Regions from separate parts of the Gossypium hirsutum genome. Here region 1 is linked to region 2. The links are chromatin contacts, called in public Hi-C maps. All regions are on one chromosome and are shown on one strand. Each heading gives the region's core, a stretch centred on a gene start, on an enhancer-like site or on the middle of the called end of the contact. The rest is flanking DNA. Distances are from core to core; before and after follow the strand shown. Region 1 holds the start of LOC107896558 (RING-H2 finger protein ATL72). Region 2 holds the start of LOC107916280 (expansin-A8).

Region 1 (5,717 bases), core at 384-2,883, 140 kb before region 2:
AACTCAAATTAAGGAGGTCCCTCTGTTCCATTTTCTGGTTCATGATTCATCTTTTTATATTTCCTAATAAACTCATTACAATCACATACAACTGGACATGAATTTGTATGCAAACCCTCATATAAGTATCAAATAGTTCTCTCTATGCATATGCATAAACAAACCTAACTTTAAAAATGCCAAAAGAAACATTAGAAAAACTACTCTAAGGTCCCCTTTTCTCTCATCTGGTTGGAGAACTATTTTAAGACCAGTATCAACCAACCTCATCTGCAGGAACTGGTACATCAGCTTGTTGTCCTCCTGAAGAATTTCCATGTGGTCGGATTCCGTTTTCGATCTCCACTGCACCATCACTGCTGCTAGTTGCCTGATCCAACAATGACTGCCTGCAAGTTGGGCAAGATGAGTGTGACAGCAACCATGTATCTATACACCTTACATGGAAACCATGGTTACATTTTGGCAACACCCTAACTTTTTCACCACCCATGAATTCTCCAAGGCAAATTGGACACTCAGTAGCCTTCATATCCATCCCTGAACCATACACGGCCACCGGAAGCCGACGCAACGCGCTCTTCTTCAGGCCCGTCGCGGCAGCCAAACGCGCCGCGGTCTCTTCCGTGGCGTCCAAACCAAACCTTCTGCCGCAACGGAAAGTGCAACGCATAATGGAGTTTAGTCCTAGAGCACATATCAATGCACAAAGCAAAGCCGCTAGGATGATCACCATGTTGGTGTCAAAGTTGGCTTCATTGGCGAAAGCGTTGCGCGTCCTGCTTCCATTCGGTAGCGATGGCGATGCGTTCGGTTGCGTATCGAGGAGAAGGCGGTGCGGTCGATGGTAAAGAGTGGTCACCATTGCTGTTTTAGCTTGCATCATCCCCAAAAGCTTATATAAAAAGAGTTACTAAAAGTTCACCTCTCTCATTTGCTGCTGATGAATGAAACAAAATTAAAATCCCTTGGCTTGTTTGCTTGAAACTCGTGGTTTGGCTAAGCAAAGATGGGTGCAGCTGCAGCTGATATATAAAGAAAGTGAGGGCTTATGCTTTCTTTCATTGGGTTCTTGTAGATCAGCTTTTTAACTAAAGGGAGATACGGGGCTTTAGAGTTAGGGTTATGTGCCTGTCAGCAACTTCCAACTAAGATAAAGACACCATTAAAAAGCATCTCCTTTTGGTGATTGGAGGAAAAGGGAAGGCTTTCATAGTACAACAGAGAGTGAGAATGCAAAAATAGAAGCTATGGCTTCCCACACCACAAAGATTCCATGTAAACCAGTTAAAAGCTTAAAACCTTTACTCCCATCATATCACCGGCTACAAGGACAGGGTTGAAGGATATAATTATGGAGATTATGAGGACAATAATTTGGGGTTTCCAAGGTCTACTGGTTACCAATTTGTAGCAGACAAGAGTCGGGAAATTATTTGGTTGGAGTTGGAATGGAGGGGAGCTCATAAATATAAATGGGACCCTGAAAGCAATAGAGAAGGGGCTCTATGCAGGAGATGATTATTACAGCTCTAACCCTCTTTTTTTGTTTGGTGGAACTTGAATAATTAGTGATAAACATGAATTTCAGAAAGTAAAATATCAGCAGGGCCGAAATAAGATATTTACAGATGGAAGGAGATGCTAAGTACTAAATTAAAAAATAAATAAGATAACGTATGCCAATGTATTACTACTGACAGTGAGAGATCAAATGACAGCCACGAGAGTTGGATTGGACTTTAGAAGCAAACAATTAGAAAGAAAACAAAGGTGGCTAAGGAATTTTATTATTATTATTGTTATTCTTTATTTTCTTGGAATTTGATTAGATTTGTTTCTCTAATATTTTTACTTTTGGGAAAACTATACCAACCCATATTTAAAATATATTCGCTTATAAGGTTGGATTAAAAATACACTATTTTATTTTTTAAATATTTTTACCATTTATTTTTATTTTTTTATACTTAATAATCATAAATATACATTATTAAATTACGTTATATTCTAATATAATTTATTTTTTCAATTAATAAATAAAACTTTTTTAAAAGTTACAAATACAATTGCATTTGCATATACAAATATACATCTCAATAATTATAATCAAAATTAAAAGTACAGTTGAATTAATAACTACTATACATGTAGACCTAAACCAAAATGAATCCATAAAAGGCTCCACATATAATAGGACATAAACTAGAATAAATATGAATTAAGAAATCACCCGTGATTTACACAGTATATAACTCGAACATAGGATTTAAAGTTCCTAGATTCTTAGACTCCTTTTGGATGAGAGTTAAAATTAGTTTTGGTGAGATTAAAAATAATTGTAATAGTGAAATTAATTAATGTAACAATGAGAGTAAAATACGCGACGAAATTTATGTTTAGATTTAAACGTAATTATGATAATGAGAGAAGAATAGAAAATAATTATTAAAAATGTTAAATTAAAATGTATATTTAAAATATTTCACTGGTGTCCTGCCAAACACGTCAAACTCTTTGGGGTGTTTCAATGGAAGTTCATTTTACTCTTGGAATTTCATTGAACAGAAGGTGTCTTTGCATTTAAAGGAGCCTTAGTTCTCAAAATGTTATTAATGATAATTATATTTTATTTTTATCTTCTCTTTTGTTTTTTGTTTTCCTTTTAAGAATTTTTTTTTACAAATAAATGTTAAATGTTTAAATTTCAGTTTAGTTTTGGAGATGTTTTTTTTTTTTACTTTTACATTTTAATCAATTTCTTTTCCATCAGAATTTTTCTAAATAATAGTAATTAGTTAATTTTAGATAAAAAATTAATGAATTTATCTCAAAGTTAATATATAACTAAATATATATATTTAAAATACTTAATTTTTATTATAGTTTTTCTTTTAACTTTTAGTTTTTTTTATAAAAAAATTAAGGGAAGAAATTATCAAGTTTGAACATATGATTCGATGTCAACAAAAACTTAAGAAGCACAGAAGGCAGGTAGTTGATATTTCCGAATTAATTCTGAGATTTTTTTCATTATTTGAAAAAAAAAATATTAAAATTTTTATATTAGTGACATCTTAAAATTATAAAGGTTTTAGTATTAAAGCAAAATGTCACATCCCGAAAATGGGGTTAGAAGAATCAAGGGTTGCAAGTGAGTCAGAGGTTACTGTTAGACTTTTATGTTTTCCTTTGTATTTGAGAGACAAGAATGAGGTTACTAATTTAGTGGTACGATGTTAACTTACCCTTTGATCTTGTGTTTGAATCCCTGTGTGTGCAAATGAAAATTATTTTAATTTTTTTTCAATTCTAAAGAAAATCTAATGGGTTAAAGTTTTGTTAAATTTTATTTTATTTAGTTATATTTTTTAATTTTTTTTTATTTTTGAAAAGGAGATTCCTTAATTCCCCCTCGCATTTCCCTCATTTTCTCTCTCATCAGTCTCCCTCTTCTCATTTTTTTTCCTTTCCAATTTCAGATTCTGGTTCTTTTTGGCCATTGTGTTTTCTTTTTGACACCATCTTCTTTGATCTTTGATTTTACTTATTTGTTCCGCTAATTATTATACCTCAAGTTCTAATAATTTTTAGTTGCCTTATTTGTTCTCTTGTTTTTGTTCAATCAAGTGTCGAATTGGGTGAGTATAAATGTGTAAACTCGAAATTATATAGGGTTTTTCTACATATTTTTACCACCTTTTTACTTAATAAATATGATAATCTTGAGTTACTGTTATTAAAATAAGTGAATTTTACTTAATTAGTAATATTGGGTATGAATTTATAAAGTATGTGAAATTGTGCTTAATTACATAATTTTTTGTACATATTTTATATTATTTCATGTTAATTTATTAATATGTGATTTTTCACTATGTTGGAGGACTATTGAAGATGTGATTAATGTGAATGAAACATGGACATGCACAAATTAGTTCATGTGGATGACAGGACCATGTAATTTGGGCCGTGAGATTGATAATTTGACCCAATAAAAGAGGTGCTAAAAGATGGACATGTCTGCTACATTATTGGACTGAGAAATCATCCAACAAGGGAGAACTAAGCTCAGTTTCGACACAAGTAGATGGAAGCCCAAAAGCAAGCTTTGGGGTATTTAATTGAAGGTTCTTATAGTTGGAAAATAATCAGAAATTAGCCCAACTACTTCACTGTCAAAACCGTCCACCCTATGGCTATTAATAGCTTTGATTTGTATTCAAAATGAGGAGACTTAGTCATCCCCTTCTCTTTGAAATATAGACAGCCATGTGTGGTAGAAAAAAAAGGAATTCAAATGTTATTTTTAGCTAACTCTACCCCTTACCTTCACCTATAAATCCCATACATCTATCACTTCTCAAATCATCCCTCATATATCATTTCTCTACATTCTATTTCCCTTTTTCCTCCCCTTTGCATAGCTGTTCATCTCTTTTCCATCATTTAACAGCAAAAGCTTTGTCAAAAACATTCTTTGACTGGCCACCTTAGGAACTCCTTAGCAAAAGAAGCATCGAGCAAAACGGAGGAGTGCATCAATCAGAATAGATTTGAAAGGCTGCTGAACTAAATAGAGTTTACTCTTTCCTCTTGTTTTTTATTTTAATCATGTTTGCTTTGAGTTTATTGTTTTTGACATCAACAATGATATTTTAAATCCTATTTGCTAGAATGATTATGTTAATCCAATAATATTTATTTTATTCATGTTTAACATGTTTAGGCCTCAGTCAATCATGTTTTCAATTAATATCATGATGTATTTCATTCATATGTAATTGGGTGCACTCCGATTAGCTGAACAATCCTAACCAGACGACGGTTAGTAAACACATAATGGAAAAGTGCAATGCTCAATTTAGATCCTTAAACCTAACTAAGTTGAGGTTCGTAATATCTTTAGTTAGCTCTATTGCCTTGCGTAGTTTTTAGGTTATGTAATTAAATTGTTGTAAACGTAAATGTCCTTGTGAACTTACATAAATGCTAAGAAACCCTTAGTTAATATGATTAGTAAAATGCATATTTAACTAAGTAAAATACTCCGAAATGACTTAATTTGGTTTCCAAACTCATGAAAGATCTAGTTGTTGTGGAAGTATTTCCGAACATTATTAAGTATGATAAAGTAAATTGAATTTATTAATATAATTATCCTAGCCCATTTAATGTTGATTGTTTTTGTTGCTAAAGCTATTCATCCATACATTTAGGTAAATTGCATCTAGATTAGAATTGCACAGGGATCAATCTTTGCATCTAGTTAATTTACTTAGTTTAATCATCACCATCCAAATTATTGAGTTTTTCATCAAATTGTTATTTATAATTTTACAAATAATCGATTAACATGCACAACCCCTATATAGACTATAACTCATTTTACTTACTTATTACTTGAATGACTGTGTAAACTTGCACAAACCTCATTACAAATTGTCATTTCCTTTTGGTTTTAGATTAATTTCTTTGATTCTTTTATATATGTTTTCGATCGAAATTCTTTTAGATTTAGCATGTTGTGAAATTGAGTTTTCAGATCGGTTTAATTGAGGTGCATCGATTGATTTTTGTGCGTTGGAATCATCTTTCAGGTGTGTTTTTTAAACACTCTAATTATAGGTCATTTTGTTGACAATTTTCATGATTTGTAGCAAGATTTGGGGTGGTTTTTGAACCACACGGGCATGTGCCGCACACGGGGGGTCCAT
Region 2 (6,073 bases), core at 2,807-5,306:
ACGAATCATATTTTATCATCCTAATTTGATTTGAAATTTTCTCGAATCGAGTCAAGTGAGATGGAATTCGAATCGAATCCAATATATTTGCTCGAGTTAAATTTTAAAAAATAATTTTGGATCATTGTAACCACTGTCACCCATTGTAATAAAATTTGTCCACCTTAATTAAAATTTTTATTAACTTTCATCACCTTATAATTTATTTATTAATCTTTTATATACGGGTTAGCTTCTTTGTTTGCTTAGTTGTTTCAAGTATCTTCTGATTCTTGTCACTATGTATTTTCGAATTAAAAAATATATTAAATGTAAAAATGTGATTTTTTAATAAAAATTATTTTAAAGATAAAATGTGAAATTGATACCAATATTGTAATACCCTATACCCGTACCTGAGACCGGGATAGGATACGAGGCATTACCGAAATTTTCAGAATAATTTCAATTAATTTATATTATTTAGTATTCATTTTCATGTTTCATGTAACATCCTTTTCATATATTCAATTCAAAATATCATATAAAATACGATACAATACTTAAATTTTCATATTTACATGCTCATTTTGCGTATCCGAACCTACCTGACTAAATTGCAGAAATACCAAGATTTAGGGGCATATTGGTAATTTACCATTTTCCCAAATTTCACCCAATCTTAAATTGATAATTTCATTCAATTTATTAATTTAGATAATAAAACAATTTATTCCCTTCAATTTAGTCAATTTTGATATTTTTACAAAATTGCCCCCTAAATTTTTACTTTTATTCAATTTAGTCCATGAGCTTAAAACATGCAAATTAGCCATGCTAACTAAATATTCATATATATTTTTCCTCCTCCTCATCCCCATTCCACATCCTTAATGTATATAACATTCTTTTAAGTACGATTTCACAATTTAATTATTAATGCTCACATCAATCTATTCACACGAGTCATAGTCACTCAATTATTTATAATTCGAGCTACAGAGCTCAAAATTAAGATCCGTAAATTTTCCCTAAAACTAGACTCACATATCATTCCACCATAAAATTTTAAGAATTTTTGGTTTAGCAAATTAGTACAGTTTATTCATTTAAGTTTCCCCTGTTTCACTATCCAACAGTTCTGACCTCTCTTCACTAAAAATTAATTATATCACAGTACAAAACTCGGATAATGTTCCCATTGATTTCTATTGAAAATGGACTCTTTTTAGGATTCTAAGCATATAAATTTGAGACTCTAATTAATTTTCTCCAATTTTTGGTGATTTTCCAAAGTCAAAACAGGGGAACCCAAATTCATTCTAACATTATCTCACAAAATTTATTATATCTCATAATTTACAAATTCATTGCTTACACCGTTTCTTCTATGAAAAACTAGACTCAATAAGCTTTAATTTCATATTTTATTCATCTTATAATTCGATTTCTACAATTTATGGTGATTTTTTAAAGTTAGTCTACTTCTGCTGTCCAATATTGTTTTAGTTCAAGATGTTTATTACCATTTTTCCTTTAAATTTCAAAGGTCATACAATTCAGTCCTTCCTCAATTAGCCCATCTATTAAGCTAACTTTTCTCAATTAACATTTTATTCCATCATTCTAAACTATTACACAATCTTTAAAAATCAGAATTTTAACACTAAACCTTAATTCACAATTTTTTCACAATTAGGTCCTAAAATCAATTTCTATTGAAATTACTTGATAAAATCATCAAACAACAAAATCAAAGCTTCAAATTCATTTTATTTCATCATAAACAGCTAACACTTATCAATGATAGCTTTTAATTTTGTTCATAAAATCAAAAACTAATGAATTAAACACTTGGACCTAATTGTAAAAGTCACAAAACATAAAAATCTCAAAGAAAAGGGTAAGAATTGAACTCACATATGTCAAAGTATGAAAAACCAGCAGCTTTCAGACCTCCCATGGCATTTTTGCTGAAGAAAAATGATGATATCTCTAGATTTTTCAAATTTATCTTGTTTTATATGTTTAATTTGCAAAATTTCCCATTTTGCCCTTGTTTCTCCTTGTCTTTTTTGCTGATTTTCTTGCCCAACCGTCCAGCCCATACAATTTGGGTCCAATTGCCTTTTAAATCTCTCCTTTTTAATCACTTAAACTACTTAATCACAATTTAATAAATTTTGCACTATTTTCAATTTAGTTTTTTTTAATTAATTGACTAACCAAACGTTAAAATTTTTTAACGAAACTTTAATACTAACTTAATAACACTCCATAAATATTTATAAAAATATTTATGGCTCGGTTTATAAATTCGAGGTCTCGATACCTCGTTTTCAACCAAATTTACCTGATTAATTCTTTTAAAATCGCAAAATTTACTAATTAAAAATAATTCTTTTAAGTTCGCGCTTGGCCTATAATTATTATTTGTTAAAATTTCTAAACTTACTCATCGGATTTAGTGATCTCGAATCACTGTTTCCGACACCACTGAAAAATTTGGCTGTTACAAATATAAAATTTTAATATGAATATTTAATGGCATAATTAATGATTCAGTTTTAATATAAATATTCAATATGACTAAACAATTCAATAATATAAATAATATAAAATGTGAAATTTAATTTAATAATATAAATAGTAGATATAAATAAAATTATTACTATTTATGTTTAGTGATTTTTTTAGATAATTTTAATTTTTTATTTGAGAGTAAAGGGTGAAAAGTAAAAATTTAGGGGAAAATAAAAAGTTTTGGGGGATAAAAGTTTTGAGGGAAAGTAAATAGGGGGAGTAAAATTTTAGAGGAAAAATATTAAAAAAATTGGGGGGTGGATTTGGGATAGATGGGAGGTGAGATTGAAAGGAAGTAAAAATTTTAAGAGGAAAGTGGGAGGGAGTAAAAATTATGGGGGAAAATAAAAAGTTTTGAGGGTTTTTGGGAATAAAATTTTGAGAAAAAGTAAATTGGAGAGTAAAATTTTAATGGGAAATGGATTTTGAGTAGACACGGGAGTTGGGATGGAAAGGGAGTAAAAGTTTTTGGGGGAAAGTGGGAAGGAGTAAAAGTTTTAAGGGAAAAATAAAAATGTTTGGGAGTTTGGAGTAAAAATATAAAATATTATAGTTTGATATTCTAATTATTCGAATTATTCGAATTATTCGAATTATTCGAGTTATTCGAATTCGAAAACTCAACTCGATTCGAACTCGAAATTCGAAAAAAATTCGAGTTGACTCGATTAACTCGAATAACTCGATTCGTTTAACTCGAAATTCAAATTTTTTCCGATTTTTTCGAATTGAATCGAATTTTGCTCACCCCTACTCAACTCAATCACCTCAATCACCTCACCCTATGAGATAAACTATGAATAGTATCTCTTGCATTTCCGTCACCCTATGAGGTAGAGAAATCCCCCTCTCTCTCTCTGGCCTAAGCTAACTAAATTTCATCAATGTTGGGACTCTTGGCACATGGAAAGAAGGAAAAAATTATTTAAAAAAAAAATATTTCTCCACTCTTCAATTCTTTGTTTTTTTTTTTCAAAATTTCTTTTCTACCAACAAGCAAGTCAAAAAGGACATTCACATGTGATGTCCTCTAGGCTAGACATGGTGTCCTTGTTATTGATTTTTCATTTACGCCAATCTGAATTGAATGATCATTTTTACAAGTTTTCTAAAACATAAAAGGGTATAAAACGACTGAGATTGATTCAAGTCTTAAACAAAATCTTTAGACCAGAAAAAAAGAAGGAAAAGAAGAAAAAAAAAGAAAAAGACCAAAGTCCCCAATCAAAGGGAATAAAAAGATTTCTTGAAAGGATTGGCGGGATTTCAGGCAATTTAAGGACAAAAATCCATAAAACTAGACGTGGGTGTATGCAAGCTATAGAAGAAAACAAAAAGGAGATGATCTTAGCAAAGATAAACAAAGACGAGGAATAAAGGTCAAGGGGGAAGTGAACTGAAGTATTAATAAATGCATGTGCAAGTGGGACCATAGGCCTAGCGGTCGGTAGTCTATCCTTATGGAACTCGACTGGAACATTTGCATGTGCATATTTTGATCCTTTGCAGATCATCTGACCTGAAATTATACAAATCTCTGTTCCTTTGTAGTGTTTTTCCCTATATAAACCCTTTCTCCCCCAATCCCTATGTCACAACCATCAAGGCAACCAACCTTTTAATTACCCCTTTTTTCTCTTTGTTTCTTTTCTTCCTCTCTTCCTCACAACTCACTTCAACTAATACTATGGCGATAGCACCATTAACTGCAACGTCTCTTCTGCTGTTTGTCTTCAGTTTTTTCCTGCAAGGCACCTTTGGTGACTATGGGGGAGGATGGCAAGGTGGCCATGCCACATTCTATGGTGGGGGTGATGCATCTGGCACAATGGGTAAGTTTGAGGGCATTTTTAACAAAAGGAATTTATGGAAGAAGAAAAAGGGGGGGGGGAACAAACTTATAAAGTGTGGGGTAATGAAAAAGTTCAAAATTGTTTCAAGCACTTTTGAGTACCTTAATTAGTAGCTTTAAATGGTCTTTTCTACTTTTAAACTTAGTTTCTTATATCCGTTGGTGCTATTTCAGGAGGTGCTTGTGGATATGGTAACCTGTATAGCCAAGGCTATGGGACTAACACTGCAGCACTTAGCACTGCCTTGTTCAACAATGGTTTGAGCTGCGGTTCTTGTTATGAAATGAGGTGTGACAATGACCCCAAATGGTGCCTGCCCGGGTCCGTTACCGTCACTGCAACCAACTTCTGCCCCCCTAACTTAGCATTGTCCAACGACAATGGAGGTTGGTGCAATCCCCCTCTCCAGCATTTCGACTTGGCTGAGCCTGCTTTCTTGCAGATTGCTCAATACCGTGCTGGAATCGTTCCCATTTCATTCAGAAGGTAATATTTACAACACCCTCGAGTAATTATATGTACTACATTAATGATTTAAGCTCATCTTAGTAACAAAATATATTTTGGTCTAAACAGAGTCCCCTGCATGAAGAAAGGAGGAATCAGGTTTACTATCAATGGTCACTCTTACTTCAACTTGGTCCCCATCTCAAATGTTGGTGGTGCTGGAGATGTCCATGCAGTCTCAATCAAAGGCTCTAAAACAGGATGGCAATCAATGTCCAGAAATTGGGGCCAAAACTGGCAGAGCAACTCCTACCTCAACGGCCAAAGTTTGTCGTTCCAAGTCACCACAAGTGACGGCCGGACTGTGACAAGCTACAATGTGGCTCCAGCAAACTGGCAGTTCGGACAAACATTCGAAGGTGGCCAGTTCTAGAGTTTAAGGCAAAGGGTCCCGAATTGGAAGATGTGTATGTAATAGCCAGTGTTTGAGACAGGGGAAGGTATAAGAGGGAGACTTAGAGTAGGAGAGGCTCAGTCCCATTGTGGCTGTATATTGCTGAGGTGTTTTATTGGCACCCGCTAGGCCTTATATAATGCAGTTTTTAGTAAGCAGAGATGGATGGGTGTTCCATCGCTTTGGGTTTTGTTTTAACATAGCCATGAATGAATGTCAATCGAATTAAATATTCCTTCACTTTATTCTCAACTTAACAGGTTAAAAGAATATGACATCCTAAATGTATAATAAATGCATCATATGAATTTTCCCCATAACACATATAATAAACATTATCACTCACATGCTATGTCTGCAAATTCTTGGAAATGTTAAGCACCAAATCACAGTTAAAACAAGTGTTATGATCCACTCCAAACATTCCTAACGATTTGGTTTCACGTTTTCAAGCCTGAACCGAGAACGAAAACTCATCATCGGTGACTGCTCTAGATGAGTACACATCCCCTTCACTGCCATACGAAGAATAGTCTTCAACATTATCACTATCCCTCTCTTTCAACTCTTCAATCCTCTCCAAAGCCTCTCTCAATTCCCATCTCTTCTCTATATCCCATTCGCAGCAACACATCCCGATCTTCAACAGCTTCAGCATCTCGCCTTCCCCGTTCTTGGTCCCTTTCATGTCTTTGTCGAACACTTCTCCGGTCCATTCTTCTCGCACAACCGAGTTCACCCAAGTTGCCAAATCTGC

Evidence for each region. Hi-C and Micro-C count contacts between places; a contact is called where the count stands out from the background.
Region 1: a Hi-C map of leaf shows a contact between it and region 2, with 2.5 times the contacts expected there. The contact joins the promoter of LOC107896558 here to the promoter of LOC107916280 in region 2. A contact is called at or near these places in 2 of 34 Hi-C or Micro-C datasets (leaf and seedling).

The regions. Positions count from the first base shown.
Region 1 is chrA10:103,734,114-103,739,830 of Gossypium_hirsutum_v2.1, reverse strand. It overlaps LOC107896558 (RING-H2 finger protein ATL72), which reads right to left and starts at 1,633. Exons shown (of 1, transcript XM_016821747.2): 1 at 31-1,633. The coding sequence starts at 886. The coding sequence ends at 257.
Region 2 is chrA10:103,600,326-103,606,398 of Gossypium_hirsutum_v2.1, reverse strand. It overlaps LOC107916280 (expansin-A8), which reads left to right and starts at 4,056. Exons shown (of 3, transcript XM_016845460.2): 1 at 4,056-4,394; 2 at 4,589-4,901; 3 at 4,992-5,556. The coding sequence starts at 4,250. The coding sequence ends at 5,295. It overlaps LOC107915646 (probable LRR receptor-like serine/threonine-protein kinase At4g31250), which reads right to left. Exons shown (of 3, transcript XM_041077902.1): 3 at 5,707-6,073. The coding sequence ends at 5,765.